5 separate regions of the Mus musculus genome follow, and regions 1, 2, 4 and 5 are each linked to region 3. The links are chromatin contacts, called in public HiChIP or PLAC-seq maps. All regions are on one chromosome and are shown on one strand. Each heading gives the region's core, a stretch centred on a gene start, on an enhancer-like site or on the middle of the called end of the contact. The rest is flanking DNA. Distances are from core to core; before and after follow the strand shown.

Region 1 (2,700 bases), core at 68-2,567, 730 kb after region 3:
GTCCGTGTGTCCTTTTGGCGACACGGTGAGAACTCCTCACCTCCGCCTCCCCAGGAGTTGTCTGTGTCTAACATCAAGGCCCTCTCTTTTTCCTGACAATGACGCGTTCCGGAAGGAATCCTGGGCAGCCTTGGGTTTTCTCTCTAGAGCTCCCAGGCACTGGTCCTCCAGCTGGAAGCCTGGGGTTCAAGGGAAAGCTTTGAAGAAGGAAGCAGACATGTTCTCTCTAAGCAAGAGCAGCACAATTTTCTAGGGGAGGGCCCAGTCACAGTTGCACACAGACTGAATGCTTAGAATTGGGTTTATGTGACAGTAAAAGAATAAATTGTACCTAACGAATGAATCCCATCTGGCAAAACAACGGAGTTCTCTTCTCTTAGTTATTTACAAAATAAAACAACAACAACAAACGGGGGCTGGGGCGTATTTCCAGCACAGAAATATTCCCAGGACAGCCCTGCAATGCAGTCGCTATACAACATCAGCAAAATGTCCAGGAGTGCTGTGCCCTTTCTAATGCTCCGCTGTCTGCTAGGGCACCCCAGGACCTTCTGCTCAGAAGGGAGAGAATTCCCTTGAATCGCATCTCTGGAGTTCTCCTTTTCTCAGTTGCCCCTCCCACCCCCTACTGTACATCCCTAATACAGTCATTCTCTCCCTCTGCTCTCTCCAATGTCTACCTTGAGTAGCTCTCTCCCTCTTTGTCCTCGGCAATTAGACGCGGGGGCGGCAGTAATGACGTTCTACGATGCCTTATGACACGGGTCTTTCTCCCATTTCATTGACTCCCAAATTTGCTCATCTATTGAAATCACTGGGACGCCTGGTGTGGAGAAACTTAACTATAATCCCAGGACTTGGGATGCTGGGGCTGAAGGATCAAGTTTAAGGCCAGAGTGGACTAACATTGTGACACACAGTTTCATAAAGAGCAGAGCAGGGTTAAAAGGCTGAAAATAAAAAACAAACCAAGGATTAAGTCAACGCTGGGAAATCGCTCCTCTGCCCATGCTACCCAGCATTCATGCAAATCATCTTCCACCCATCTTCCACGCTTGGGACAGCCCCGCCTAAATAGACGGGCATCTCCATTTCTTCCTCCTGTACATAAAGTGAGTTATTAGCCTGTAACCTAAACTCACTTCAGCTCAAACACTGTCCAAACTCTTCAAACATTGACATCATATAGAAACACAGCTTCTCCTCTGAAAGCCCAGATCTCCTTACGGGAGGTCGAGTTGCTGGGTTTTATAATAACCTAGGGAGGAGCATCTTGTTTTAACTGCAGGGACCCAAGCAAGACAACAAACTACAACTAAGGACCTTCTTGATTGTGACCCAGTCTCACAGAATCTGGAATTTTCAGTGCAGCCTGATAGCTAAACTCCTCTATGATGCAGCCATTGAGGGAAACAGAATAAAAGCCGTTAGACTGGACTCCTAAGAGTCCTTGGGCCCTGGATTTCCTACAGCAGATGCTTAGCTCTTTAAGACTGTAAGGTTAGACTACATCCTGGCTCAGGCCAATTCAGGGACACTGGCAGGCACCCTGCTGGGACACTGTTTGTGAATTCTAAGCTAGCTGGGCTTTCCTTGAGGCACCTCACCTGGGAAGTAAGTTTATATCAAAAGTTGTGCCAATCCTTTTCACCATCTCTTTCCCAGGCTCCTACCTGGGTACCAAGCAGCCTGGCTGCAGGCTCTTGGTGTGAACTTTCCACATCCCCAAGAGCTGAAAGAAGTGGATTCTACCAAGTGGGCTCTGCTTCTCTTCAGAGACCCCACTATGCTGTTTATCCCTGATGCTGGGACATGAACTCTCTCAGAAGCCCCTGCCTTGCTGCCACCCTCTGTCTGTCCATGGTGCTAGTAACAATCATAGTAAATGTGTTAGCCCCTAATCTGCTTCAGTGTCCTGAGCCCACCCCCACCCCCGCATCCAGAGTCACAGCCTCCATCCCTGCCCCAGCTCTCCCTCAATAAAGCCTGTTCTCCACAAGGGGGCAGAGTTTGAACCCAAATCTTGGGTCTTGCCGGTGCCCACCTGCTTGGCTTCTCACATTCTTAGAGATTATTCCCTGGATCCCTTTGTGTCAGCTCACTAATGCTGTTATTCTTGGTCAAAGAGTCCTCTAAACCAACCCCGAGACCATGTATGGCTTACATGTTCCACTAGGCCTCAGACACAAGGAGCAACTAGTACAAGACTCCTTTCTCACAGATTGCAGAGCTTGCTGTAGACCTTTGCCAGACTTACCCTATATCAGCACCAGCTAACCCTGAAGTTACCCTGCAATATTACTGTGTAGTGACAACTGGAGTCCCAGTCAGTGTTCTGCGTAACGTTCTGTTGCTGTGATAGACACCAGGACCAAAAATGAGTTGGGGAGGAAAGGGTTTATTTTAACTTGTAGGTCACTGTCCATCATCAAAAGGACAGATGTTGCCGGTGGGACTGAAGCAGAAGCCGAGAAAGCAGTGCTCCACCATCTCAACCCCAGGCTCATCTTCAACTACATTTCCCATACAGCCAAGCTTCTTATCCTAGAATCACCCAGTTCTTTCTTTCTTTCTTTCTTTCTTTCTTTCTTTCTTTCTTTCTTTCTTTCTTTCTTTCTTTCTTTCTTTCTAAGATTTTATTATTATATCTAAGTACACTGTAGCTGTCTTCAGACACACCAGAAGAGGGCATCAGATCTC
Region 2 (2,700 bases), core at 181-2,680, 660 kb after region 3:
TGGGGCTGGAGTGGGAGGGGCGATACTGAATGGAAGTCACGTGGGTAGCAGTGCTCCTTCTACAAAACCACAGCATCATTCCTTTGTTTGTCTTTAAAAGTCGGTTTGTTTGTGTTTCACATATTCATTACAAACTCCTTTAGGGCAAACCTGAATGTATTTTTTGATTGCACTTTTTCACTGGTGGCGACTAACACTGAAACACAAAGGTATCTGTGATAAATGAATGATTGATTGAGCAGATGAATGAATGAATGAATGAATGAATGAATGAATGAATGAATGAATGAATGAATGACGAAAGCCAGGAGATGTGAATTCTCTTACATTGGGAAGAAACCTGTGCAGCACTTCCCAGAGTACCTGTCTCTCAGCCAAGAGCATCTCTCTCCTGTGGACAAGGAACTTGAGGAATCAGCCCTGCCAACTTTCCAGCAGGTGCTTCCATGATCTGAAAGGACCAGAGTACTCCATGCCTGGTGTGAGGACTTCACAAGCATTTGCACACACAAGCAGCTCACTAAGTTCGGCTCAGGTGGCTAAAATCCAATTTTTACTCCAGGGACAACTCGCCTACTTAAGTTGACTGAAAGCACCCGGCAAACCACCTACCGAAACCCTCCCCTTTGTCCCTGTCGGTGTGCAGATGATTCGCCAAAGTGTACACACCCCAAATTTATACAGTGTGCCTCAAGATGTCCTTTGTAAGAGGGAGTCGCTGGGAAAACAGCACTTTACAAAAGAGAGCATCAGTCTAGGGGAGGTCCAGCGATGCGGCTGTAGCAGCTCCTGCCACCTCGCAGAGTTCCTAGATAATAGTTCTTTTTTGTCTCCTTCCCTTCTTAAGTCGGTGCAGGGTGGGGTCGGTGGAGGCGAGGGGGATCCAGTCGTTAAAATCTATCTGAGACGCCTACTTGGAGTTCTCTGGGATTTGTGAAAATTTGAGCCTTTCCTAAACAACAAAGAAATCAAGATTCTGGGAAAAGCCCACGCCCCTCTAAGGCTGCTGGTGTGAAATAGAATCGCACCGGGCAATGTTAGCTAGCCATATTACTCTGCGAAGGTGCTCGCAGCTGCAAAGCCTTACAGAAGGAAAGCTGCAGGGCTGGGACCCCACGTCCAGGGGGAGAGCTGGGGCCTCGATGCAGGGGGATGCCCAGACATCGGCCCCGCCCCCATCCCTCCCTCCCTCCCTCCCAGTGGTCATGGCTGAGCAGCCTCGGGTCCGGGTTAAACAAAGAGACTGGTGTGCCTTAGCGGGGTAAAAATCTTTCTTCTCCCTTCGTGCAATAGGTGATATGTAGTAAATTAATAACAGAAAATACCGTAGCCAAAAAATATGGCAGTATTAGAGATCTGGCCCCTTCCTGCTCTTCCATGTCCCTCCCTGACTGCCTTGCAGCTCAGCAACCAGGACCAGACAGCCACCCCCCCCCTCCCTCCTTAGCCATCATTCCCCGCCCCCTTCAAAACTCTTTTATTATCAGTTGAGTCACGTCTCCTGCCAAGCAAAAGGTCATTTCAGGTCATCTTGGAGACGAAAGGACGGGATAATACATTTGAAGGTGCTGGAATTGGCAAGTCCGCGTGTATATATGTATATGTATATATATATATATATATGAGTAAGGGAGAGGGAGAGAGAGAGAGAGAGAGAGAGAGAGAGAGAGAGAGAGAGAGAGAGAGAGAGAGAGAGAGAGAGAGAGAGGTGCCAGCATGCTCAACTCTGCCAGGAAGAGAAGAAATATTTCAAGGCATGACAGGGGCAGCTAGCTGCCCAATCTGTAGCTAATTCCTTATAAAAATAAGAATGTGGTTTATAATTGTGTGCTGCCTGAAGGGTCATTAAAGTTTCTAATTGTTCTCATCCAGTATCTCTTTTCTGGCCATTCATCAGAGAAAGGGTTGCAAAAGTGTTTGTTGTGGAAAGGAAGTGGGGGTGGGGGCCCGTTGTGGGGAGAGGGCAGACTGGGACCTGGAGTAGACTGACTGCGTGGCACTTTCAGGATTTTAGAACCACAAGAGGAAAGCGGACAGCGTGTTTAAGAGTCTCCACAGCACGCACCGGTTGCTTTGTTTTGAGATGAGGAAAGCAAAATTTGCAAATAGTATTTTTCTATGCTGTTTACAAGGACTTTCTCCTCCTCCCCCTTCCTCCTCCTCCCCCTTTCTCTTCCTCCTCCTCCTAAAGAAGATGTCTTCTAACTTTTCTGAGTTGTTAATTCAGTATTATTTCAATAAAGACAATTAGCAGCCTCTGAATTCTCACCAAATACATTTTTTTCCTTCCTTTCCATTCCCACTGCAGTATTTGAATGCCCTGGATTGGCTTCACAGTTTTTTCTAAGAAACAAGAACTACTCTTCTTACTCTTCTTCCTTCCTCCTCTTCCTCTTCCTCTTCCTCTTCCTCTTCCTCTTCCTCTTCCTCCTCCTCCTCCTCCTCCTCCTCCTCCTCCTCCTCCTTCTTCTTCTTCTTCTTCTTCTTCTTCTTCTTCTTCTTCTTCTTCTTCTTCTTCTTCTTCTTCTTCTGTTTTTATTTTAAATAAGACACATGCCAACAGCAATGTGTCCAGGGAGCTAGAGGTTTGGGTAATAAATTATTTGCTCCCACATTCCAAAGTATCTTACATGGAAAGTCCCCATCCACCCTACCTCCCACCAATGGCCTCTATTCCTCCCTGTCTTACTAGCTGTCCTG
Region 3 (2,700 bases), core at 71-2,570:
TCTCTCTCTCTCTCTCTCTCTCTCTCTCCTCTCTCTCTCTCTCTCTCTCTCTCTCTCTCTCTCTCCCTCCCTCCCTCCCTCCCTCCCTCTCTCTCTCTCTCTCTCTCTCCCTCCCTCCCTCCCTCCCTCCCTCCCTCCCTCTCTCTCTCTCTCTCTCTCTCTCTCTCTCTCTCTCTCTCTCCCTCCCTCCCTCCCTCCCTCCCTCCCTCCCTCCCTCCCTCCCTCCCTCCCTCCCTCCCTCCCTCCCTCTCTCTCTCTCTCTCTCTCTCTCTCTCTCTCTCTCTCTCTCTCTCTCTCTCTGTTTTTTTTTCCTGGTGGCCTCCCTCCCAACTCCATCCCCTTCCATCTCATTGGCTCCAGACAAGTACTGGGGAACCAATGAGATTCCTCTTCTTCATTCATGTCCTAGCAACAAGCCCAGTTCCAATCTTTCTCTGCCAAACTAACACCTGAAAAATTACATCATGAATAATGGCAAAAAGCAGCAAGGGCCAGAGAAGGGCTTTTTTTTTTCCCCCTTCAACTGTCTGCTGCAGAGTTCATTTAAGGTGTTTTCGTCTAGATTCTTAAAGCAACAATGTCCTAGGTTTTTGCTGATCTTTTTCAGCATACATACATACATATATATATATATATATATATATATATATATATATATATATATGCTGTTATCGAATGAAGTAACAGCTTTTGAAGCTAAATAAAAGGAAAACATTTTAATGGGGTTCACTGTATAGCCGTCCACACACACCCCTCCCAAGTCTGCGTTTAGAGGAGCGGAGGGGAATTAGACTGCTCTCCTATATTCTTAAGGAAAGGACGAAATTGGCCCAAGCCTCACAAGGCAGCACATCCACCCACTGTTCAACACAAAAAAAACGTAGTCCCCTTCCTGGCGGTGCCCCCTGCTCTTGTTAAATATCCCCTAGGCCCCTTTCATTACTCTTTGGGGATAAAGAAGCCATTCTTTATGAGGATCATGGAGCCAGGGAATGAGGTACCTGGAGAGTCTTCCCCGGAAGTGAAGTTGTATAGGGTATGCAGAGTGGGGGTGCTTTAGTGCGTTTAGTTCCGTACACGTGGGGGCAGCGAATGCAAACTCGTAGCTGGGGAACCACCACAGGGACAATGACATCCAGATGACCTGGGCGGGGGCGGGGGGTGGGGGAGAGGAAACTGAGAAAGAGAGGTGAGGTGATGTGGTGTGGGCTTGCAGGAGGATGATGGGGGAGGGGGATGGAGGCCCTGGAGGGGGTCGGGGCTGTGAATGGAAAGGTCCACCCTTCTAGGCATTTTTCAAGTCCCAGACGCCGCTTCCGGCTTCCCCCACCCCACCCAGTCTAGAGCAGACGCGCGCGAGGAGACTCAGACACAAAGGACCACAGCCCTGCGCAGGAATCGAAGGGGGAGGGGAGGGACACCTGCCCGCGTGCACGTGCAGGGGCGCAGCCAGGGAAGACCCTGTGCTCAGTCTCTTGCTCTCCCCTGCAGGATCTATGCGTGGCAGGATCTGGCAAGGGCCCCAGGAGTCGGCTACAGGGGGTGCTTGGCTGAAGGAGCAGAAAATAGGTCCACTGGGTGCCTGGCTCCCTGATAGTGTTTGCTGATCTCCTCAGCCATAGCCTTGGCAGCAGGTGGTGCCTCCAGACAGCCTGCCTGGGTGCTTGTGAAAGCGAGTAACTGCATAAATTCTGCGTAGGAAAGAGAACCATGCCAGCGAAGGGACTAGGTGGAGGAGGGAAAAGGGTTTGTGGGAGCTTGCTCTTCGGAAGGAGGTAGAGTCGGTAAGCTCATAGTCACTCCCCCACACAGGTTACACTAATGTTCTTGCTCAACTGCTGCCATGGCGGGTGCGGGAGGAATCACCGAGTGGCCTGAGGGGCTCTAGGCAATCCGTGTCTTTTTATCTACCTACCAGGGTTTCAGCCTGTTTTCCTGGGATCCAAGAAAGAGACCCAGGCTCGAAAGCATCCCAGCGCACAGTGCAGAGAATTTGGATGATGCTCTGATATTTGGGAGAAACAGGTGGTCGTTCAGCTCAGTGAAAAAGTCACCAGGGGAAGGAGCCCCACAGCGGGGTCTTCTGTTGCATCTTTCTTGGGCAGGGAGGTCTAAAGCTGTGGGATCCTGTCTCCTCCCCAATGTCATTGTTAGTGACAGAGGGAGGTGTTGCAGGTATGCAGGGGTGGGGTGGGGTATGGCTTCCACAGAACTCAGTCATGCCAGTGCCAGCATGATACCCTCCTTGGTACTGGGCAGCAACCCTGGGTTGGGGTGATATTCCTACCTCGAAGGTTTATGTCCCCACACCACCCGGGGCCTCTGTAGTATAACTTGTTTCTGAATCCCCCCTCCCCCCTCCCCCCCAGCCTGGTTCCTTGTCCTTATTGTCCTTCCTGGGACAGGATTCTTCTGGCTAGGCTTTAAGAGTTGGTTTTCTGAGCAGGAGTGATGGCTCAGTGGGTATGTGTCTGACCTCAGTGCCCCCACTGCAAGATGAGGATCTGAGATAGAAGAATTCCCGGGAAAGCTCATGAGCCCTGTCACACAGAGCATCGAGCAAATGACCCTGTCCCAAACAAACTAACAACGCAAGGTTTTCCTTTAACTCCACAAGTGTGCCTGCATTCTAACACATGAACACACACACCAAAATGACATTATGCACACACATACACACACACACACACACACACACAC
Region 4 (2,700 bases), core at 108-2,607, 540 kb after region 3:
GTTCATGAAACTACTGTGGTGATTATGAAGATGGAAAAATTATTATTTGACTTACACTCGTAATAGCCTCTGGTTGCAGAAAGGATTCCTGTCTCCTGGAAGAGACATGGTGAATAAGGTCAACTGAAGTTGTTTGGTTTTGGAAACATTATCTTGTTGGAGAAAACACTTACTCTTTGCACTTAGGAGCTCCTGGTGGTCTCAGTTGGTCAGCAATAGTGAAACTCTCCTGAAACATCACAGCCTCGGGAAGATGAGGTCAGTCCATTGCAGGATTCACTAAGAGTGAACAGAGAAAGCTGAGTTACCTGGAGTAGGGGTACAATGACTGCACCACGGTCCCAACATTCACCCATGTCATCTCACACGTGGGTGCCCTTAACAAGCTGGGTTTTGTCCCCAGTATTTAACAAACTCCCTTGAATATCTTCTTTACTTGAATATACTTCTTTGAGTGCTGTACTGGGTTTAGGGAGCCAGCAACCTCTGCCTGAACTCTTCATCCTAGAGTATGGGAAGCCATTAACAAAAAGTTTTCAAGACCACAACATATGAGACATTTTGGGCTGGTGTGACTGCATTAATGGAAACACACATTTCTCCCTGAACATTACTGTCAGATGAGACAGTGAAACCCACAGGAATGAGAAGGAAAGCAAGTGTCCCACCCGAGACTATACACACTTCACTTGCTATTCCCCGATGCCTCATCTCCGAACTTGGGTGTAGCCCAAAGCTGAGGCTGAGATCACACAAGCTCCCACTTCTGTTCGTGCTGTGAGCCTCCCAAAGGAGCATTCCCTATCCCCTGGCTTCAGAGGACACAAACCTTCCTTTGATCAGGAAGGCAAGCAGCCAGGCCATGCAAACAGCAAAGGCGATCAACACCAGCATCTGGACTGCAAGGTTGACTGTATTGTCTTCACGAATTAAAAATGACACATCGCAAAGATTACACGGCTCTGGTAGACCTCATGGCCTGCCTGACATGCTGGTTCAGTCTAAATCACGGACTCATTCAGACACCCAAACAAATTAACACATGTTTCTTGATGATACAAAATTGCATCTGTGTGTGTGTGTGTGTGTGTGTGTTCAAACCACTATACAAACACATCATCAATTAAATATTTATCAGACTTCCACTGACCTATGAAAGTCATCATCCACTAGCCCTCAGAGCACCATGGCTGGCTGGTTTTAAAAGCTAGCTTGCAGCTTTGGTCAGTGGAACACATTAGACCTTTCTCTGTGAAAAGCTCTTTCTATCTTTTGAACCGGATCCACACCCTGGGCTGAATGAAGCTTTTAGAACCAGTGAGAACCAGATGGCCCTCCGAGATCATTTTTGAATGTTTGGATCTGAGTCATTTGTATGCAGAAGGTTTCACAAAATAGCAATCTGGGTGGCAGGCTCCAGGCTGGGTCCAGCTTTCCAGACAGCCCATCTTTGCCTACAATTGAGAAGACAATATTGTAAGGTTCCATAAAAATATTGCAACATTTATCTATATGTGTAGCATCAAATAAATGAAGTGTACTTGTCAGGCTGCTATTTCTATGGGAGGTCTCACAGCTCCGCCTTCTCTCCCCTCCTCCCCCACCCCATTCCTTTTGCTTGTTTCCATTCCACCTATAGGGTTTTGTTTTGTTTTGTTTAAATCACAGGCATAGAGCCAGCATTGTGAACCAGCCAGCAGAGGGTACTACGTTACTGGTGCAATAATCCAAGCCACAACAAACACGGAGCTGAGAACATTTAGATGAATTAAAATGGGCTCCACTCAAATTGTGCTCTGGGAGTTCCTCGTTTACAAAGGAAAGGCTGTGGGATGGAAGATATGAGAAGGAGCAGATCCACAAGGTCTGCTCATCCATAAGGAAAGGCGAGGGTCTTAGTCTGAGAGCAGACCAAGGGGTGGAGCACACTCAAGTTCAAAAAGGGGGACGTGATCCAAACTAAGAGGTACGCTTACAGTCATTTACTGTAGAGGAAAACAACTAACTTATATTAACACAGATATAAGCAGAGGGATATTATCGCAATCTTATTTCCAGTCACTCCAAGCTGGAAGGAATCAGAATGCCCCGTAATCCACGAATGGAAGACCAAGAACAGTGTTGTTACATGCGGAACACTATGGAGCTACAAAAGCGAGGAAGTTCTAGCTGGATGAGGATGTGGTAACTTATGACTGTAATCCCAACACTCAAGATGCTGAGACAGGGGATTAATGCTAGTTCAACACTGATGTGGATGGCATAGTAAGGATCTGATCGAATAATAATGAAAAGAGTTACTGACAGAGCAATACGGATGAGCCTAAAGGACATTGTATTGAGTGGAGGACGCCATCCACCCACCCCACCCCCACTCCCTGCCAAGTGTCACCTTCTAATTCCGTTAATACACTACTCTCAGCAAACTTGGGGCTCTAAAGACAGGACATGGCAGAGGTATGTGAGTACAAAGCAGTGGTATGGGAAAACATTTAGGATGGCAAATGTTCTGCTATGAGTGATGATTCCAAACAGGAATTAAAATCATAGACCCACACACCCAAGAAAATTAATTTCTTTATATGCTAGTTTTAGAAGTAAAAGATTTTAAAGAAAAAATATGTGTTTAAGATGACTGCTATAAATATACATATGTATACACATACATATACATGCACATGCACACACACACACACACAC
Region 5 (2,802 bases), core at 146-2,645, 610 kb after region 3:
GCCAACAACATTCTTTTCTTCTCCAGTGAGATGCTGGTGTGAACATCAGAGGGCATTGTATTACTGAACTGATCAGAAAATAACATTGTTACTGATCTTCTGAGAGAGAGAGAGAGAGAGAGAGAGAGAGAGAGAGAGAGAGAGAGAGAGAGAGAGGCAAAGCACAATGTAATGGAGCATTCTTCCTGGTAGGGAAAAAAAAAAGTAAAGGCAGCCCTGCTGGACTGAGTTCAAACATAGCTGACAGACTCCGGGAGAATTTACACTGAGCATGCTTGCCTGCGCGGCTTGCATGAGACACTCTTAATGAATATTACTTCCTTCCCACTGGCTAGCCCTGGAAGTCCACACCCTCCCCTCTTTCAGAAGTCAGGAACTTAGCATCAGCCAAAGCCCAGAAAACAGACTTCCAGGGAGGCCTTGTCTCCCTGATCCATAAACTTTCAGGTTATGACCTGCGGGTCAGCATGACAAATAGAACATGGGGTGAGTTTTCTCTGCCCTTGATTATGTTCCCGGCTTTGTGCCTGCCTGTCCGAAATGGCAGCTACCCCAGAGAGAAGAAAAACAGACGGCTGGCTTTTTCTCTAAAGAAAGAGCTGTCCCAAATGCCTGGATAAAGGCCTTTCTCCAGCCAGCTCTGGGAGCCAGGTCAGAAGGAAGGTTTTTCTTGTGACTTAAAATTCATTGCAATTATTTTTAACTTCTGGCTACAATGAACTAAAATGCCTACCAGTTTTGAAAGCTTACCTGTCACCTCTCTCTAAAATGCTGTGTAACTAAATCTAATCTAAGAATACGCTTAGAATCCATTTTAGCCTGATGTGTCTAACATGCGCATTGCATCCGTGGGCATTCAGCCGACACTGTAAGGCAGGTATTTCTTATTGTTGTGGTTGTTGCTGCTGCGGCTGCCACTGTTGCTTTCCATACAATATTTTCCCTTTCCCTAAGACAGAAAGTCTAAAAATTTAAAAATAGGCTATTTTTCTGACGGTCTTGGAAGACAAGATTGTTACTCAGGGAAGAGGGGACGTGGGGAGGGAAGCCTCAGACAGCATTCACAACAAAAACAGAGGGCACTTTCCTTTTTGAGGAATGATATTGAAATCTATTTTATTATCCACCTGATATTTTCAGATTCCCGTTTATAAGTGCCAAATGACAGTTATATAACATTAAATACTCATTTAAATGACAGTGCTTACTTATCCAGCAAGCTCCAGCAAAGCACACACAGAGTTTTGTTTGAAAAACAATGACATTAGAGTTTAAAAGGGCAAAAGAAACTACGCTTACAAAGAAACATTATCCTCGCAAGCCTCTGAGACAAAGCTTGCCTGGCCAGCATTGATCCATGATTGACAAAAGGTATCTGTCTAAACCTGACAAGAAAGCCAGCTTCTCCTAGGGCCTGTAGCCATGACACAGCCATGCTGTGCTTCTGGTTGGTCCTGTTGTCTGAGGCTGTTGTTACACAAACATCTCCTTGCCTCCTGCTCTTGAACAAATTCAGTCACTCACACGTGCCTCCTTTTCTGTAATTCTGAGAATTTTGGGAGTGTTCAGACATGGGACTTGTTTTGTTTGTTTTCATGCTTTCTCTAAGGGAAGAAAAAAGCTGAGCCCCCCTCCCCAACACACATACACACTGCAAGGTGTTTATATGTACGAGAAAGAGAGCAAATGGATTTCTCAGATGTTAGATTAAGCCAGAGAAAAAGAGAGTTTGGAATGGCTGAACCATCCTCATGGCAAGACATCGTAGAGGTCAGAGAGGACCCATGGCACAGCAAAAAGGGCAGGGACCCTCAGCCTGTAGTAGTGTCTTAGCCTACAACGTCTCCACCCCCCTTCACCAGGGCCCATGTTTGTGTCTCTCTCTCCATAACATAGTGTGACCTCTGGATCTAGTTTCCTGTTCTAGGCAACACGAAGACCTGAGTGAGGTTGGCCATGCTTTTCTTCAGTCAAAAACATCAGAGACATGTTAGGAAATAGTCGTGAAGGCATGGCTGGGATACACCCTAGAAGCCTCTGTATTTAGATAGGAAATCATGGGATGTCATGGGCAGCTTTTGTAAAGAATCAATTCATCTAGAGCAATCCTTTGCCAAGATTCAAATGTCAGCCAATAAGTTGCTTCCCAAATCTGTGGAGGAGATATCTCACACATCCCAGAAATCACAGGTAACACGAAACCATATGGCTTCAGCACTCCCTCCTTTACACAAAGCTGTCATAAAGTGCCATTTGCACATTAAGCACAATAAGAGATCGATAAGAACTACTTTTAAAAGGTAGAGCAATCACTAACAGCATACTGGCTAAGTTAGACATGGTGGCATAAGCCTGTAATCCCTACTACTCAGAGCCTAAAGCAAGAGGATCAGGAATCCCAGAAGAGCTCCAAGAGTGAGGTCAAGGCAAGGTCAAGGCTAGCCTGTGCAATTTCGTGAGACTCTGTTCTGAAATTTCAAAATCTAAAATAAAAGAGTTCTGGGAATATAGTTCAATGATAGGGCGGAGGTCTAGCATACATATCCCCTGGGTTTAATCCTTAAAACAAAAGTGGGTGGTGATGTTAAGTAAAATAAAGATTATTTGAACGCTAGCACCAAGAGAGCTGGTTATGTGCATACAAAGTGGAAATGCTCAAAAAAAAGGGAAGGCTCACGCTCAAGGAAGAAGAGAGTGGAATTGAATGCAGTTCCATGGCACTAAAAATACCATGCAACCAAAAATCTGCAAATTATCCATATAGAGCACTTTTATTTAACATCTTCAGACCCCAATTGACTA

Evidence for each region. HiChIP or PLAC-seq counts read pairs in DNA pulled down with a chosen protein or histone mark.
Region 1: a contact with region 3 is called in an H3K4me3 HiChIP or PLAC-seq map of embryonic forebrain, with 5 times the contacts expected there. The contact joins the promoter of 1700063D05Rik here to the enhancer-like site in region 3. A contact is called at or near these places in 1 of 484 Hi-C or Micro-C datasets (bone marrow-derived macrophages), 10 of 115 datasets of contacts at active chromatin or transcription factors (craniofacial prominence, embryonic basal ganglia, embryonic forebrain and 6 more) and 1 of 9 other capture datasets (liver).
Region 2: an H3K4me3 HiChIP or PLAC-seq map of craniofacial prominence shows a contact between it and region 3, with 4 times the contacts expected there. The contact joins two enhancer-like sites. A contact is called at or near these places in 8 of 115 datasets of contacts at active chromatin or transcription factors (craniofacial prominence, embryonic basal ganglia, embryonic forebrain and 5 more).
Region 4: a contact with region 3 is called in an H3K4me3 HiChIP or PLAC-seq map of forebrain, with 5 times the contacts expected there. The contact joins two enhancer-like sites. A contact is called at or near these places in 7 of 115 datasets of contacts at active chromatin or transcription factors (craniofacial prominence, embryonic basal ganglia, embryonic forebrain and 4 more).
Region 5: a contact with region 3 is called in an H3K4me3 HiChIP or PLAC-seq map of embryonic hindbrain, with 6 times the contacts expected there. The contact joins two enhancer-like sites. A contact is called at or near these places in 1 of 484 Hi-C or Micro-C datasets (reprogramming fibroblasts) and 6 of 115 datasets of contacts at active chromatin or transcription factors (craniofacial prominence, embryonic basal ganglia, embryonic forebrain and 3 more).

The regions. Positions count from the first base shown.
Region 1 is chr9:41,204,772-41,207,471 of GRCm38.p6, reverse strand. It overlaps 1700063D05Rik (RIKEN cDNA 1700063D05 gene), which reads right to left and starts at 1,317. Exons shown (of 5, transcript NR_040392.1): 1 at 1,143-1,317.
Region 2 is chr9:41,272,026-41,274,725 of GRCm38.p6, reverse strand. No RefSeq gene overlaps it. Among named protein-coding and RNA genes, the nearest start is that of Gm25401, 66 kb to the left of the region's middle. Within about 2 kb of position 1,430, at least 110 of the 459 cell types and tissues checked have an H3K27ac peak or open chromatin away from gene starts, as enhancers often do. A contact at or near this core is called in craniofacial prominence, embryonic basal ganglia, embryonic forebrain and 1 more, where this site is marked.
Region 3 is chr9:41,934,516-41,937,215 of GRCm38.p6, reverse strand. No RefSeq gene overlaps it. Among named protein-coding and RNA genes, the nearest start is that of Gm36227, 17 kb to the right of the region's middle. Within about 2 kb of position 1,320, at least 142 of the 459 cell types and tissues checked have an H3K27ac peak or open chromatin away from gene starts, as enhancers often do. A contact at or near this core is called in craniofacial prominence, embryonic basal ganglia, embryonic forebrain and 3 more, where this site is marked.
Region 4 is chr9:41,390,773-41,393,472 of GRCm38.p6, reverse strand. It overlaps Mir100hg (Mir100 Mirlet7a-2 Mir125b-1 cluster host gene), which reads right to left. Exons shown (of 5, transcript NR_131928.1): 2 at 174-279. Among named protein-coding and RNA genes, the nearest start is that of Mir100hg, 16 kb to the right of the region's middle. Within about 2 kb of position 1,357, at least 30 of the 459 cell types and tissues checked have an H3K27ac peak or open chromatin away from gene starts, as enhancers often do. A contact at or near this core is called in forebrain, where this site is marked.
Region 5 is chr9:41,324,549-41,327,350 of GRCm38.p6, reverse strand. No RefSeq gene overlaps it. Among named protein-coding and RNA genes, the nearest start is that of Gm25401, 14 kb to the left of the region's middle. Within about 2 kb of position 1,395, at least 26 of the 459 cell types and tissues checked have an H3K27ac peak or open chromatin away from gene starts, as enhancers often do.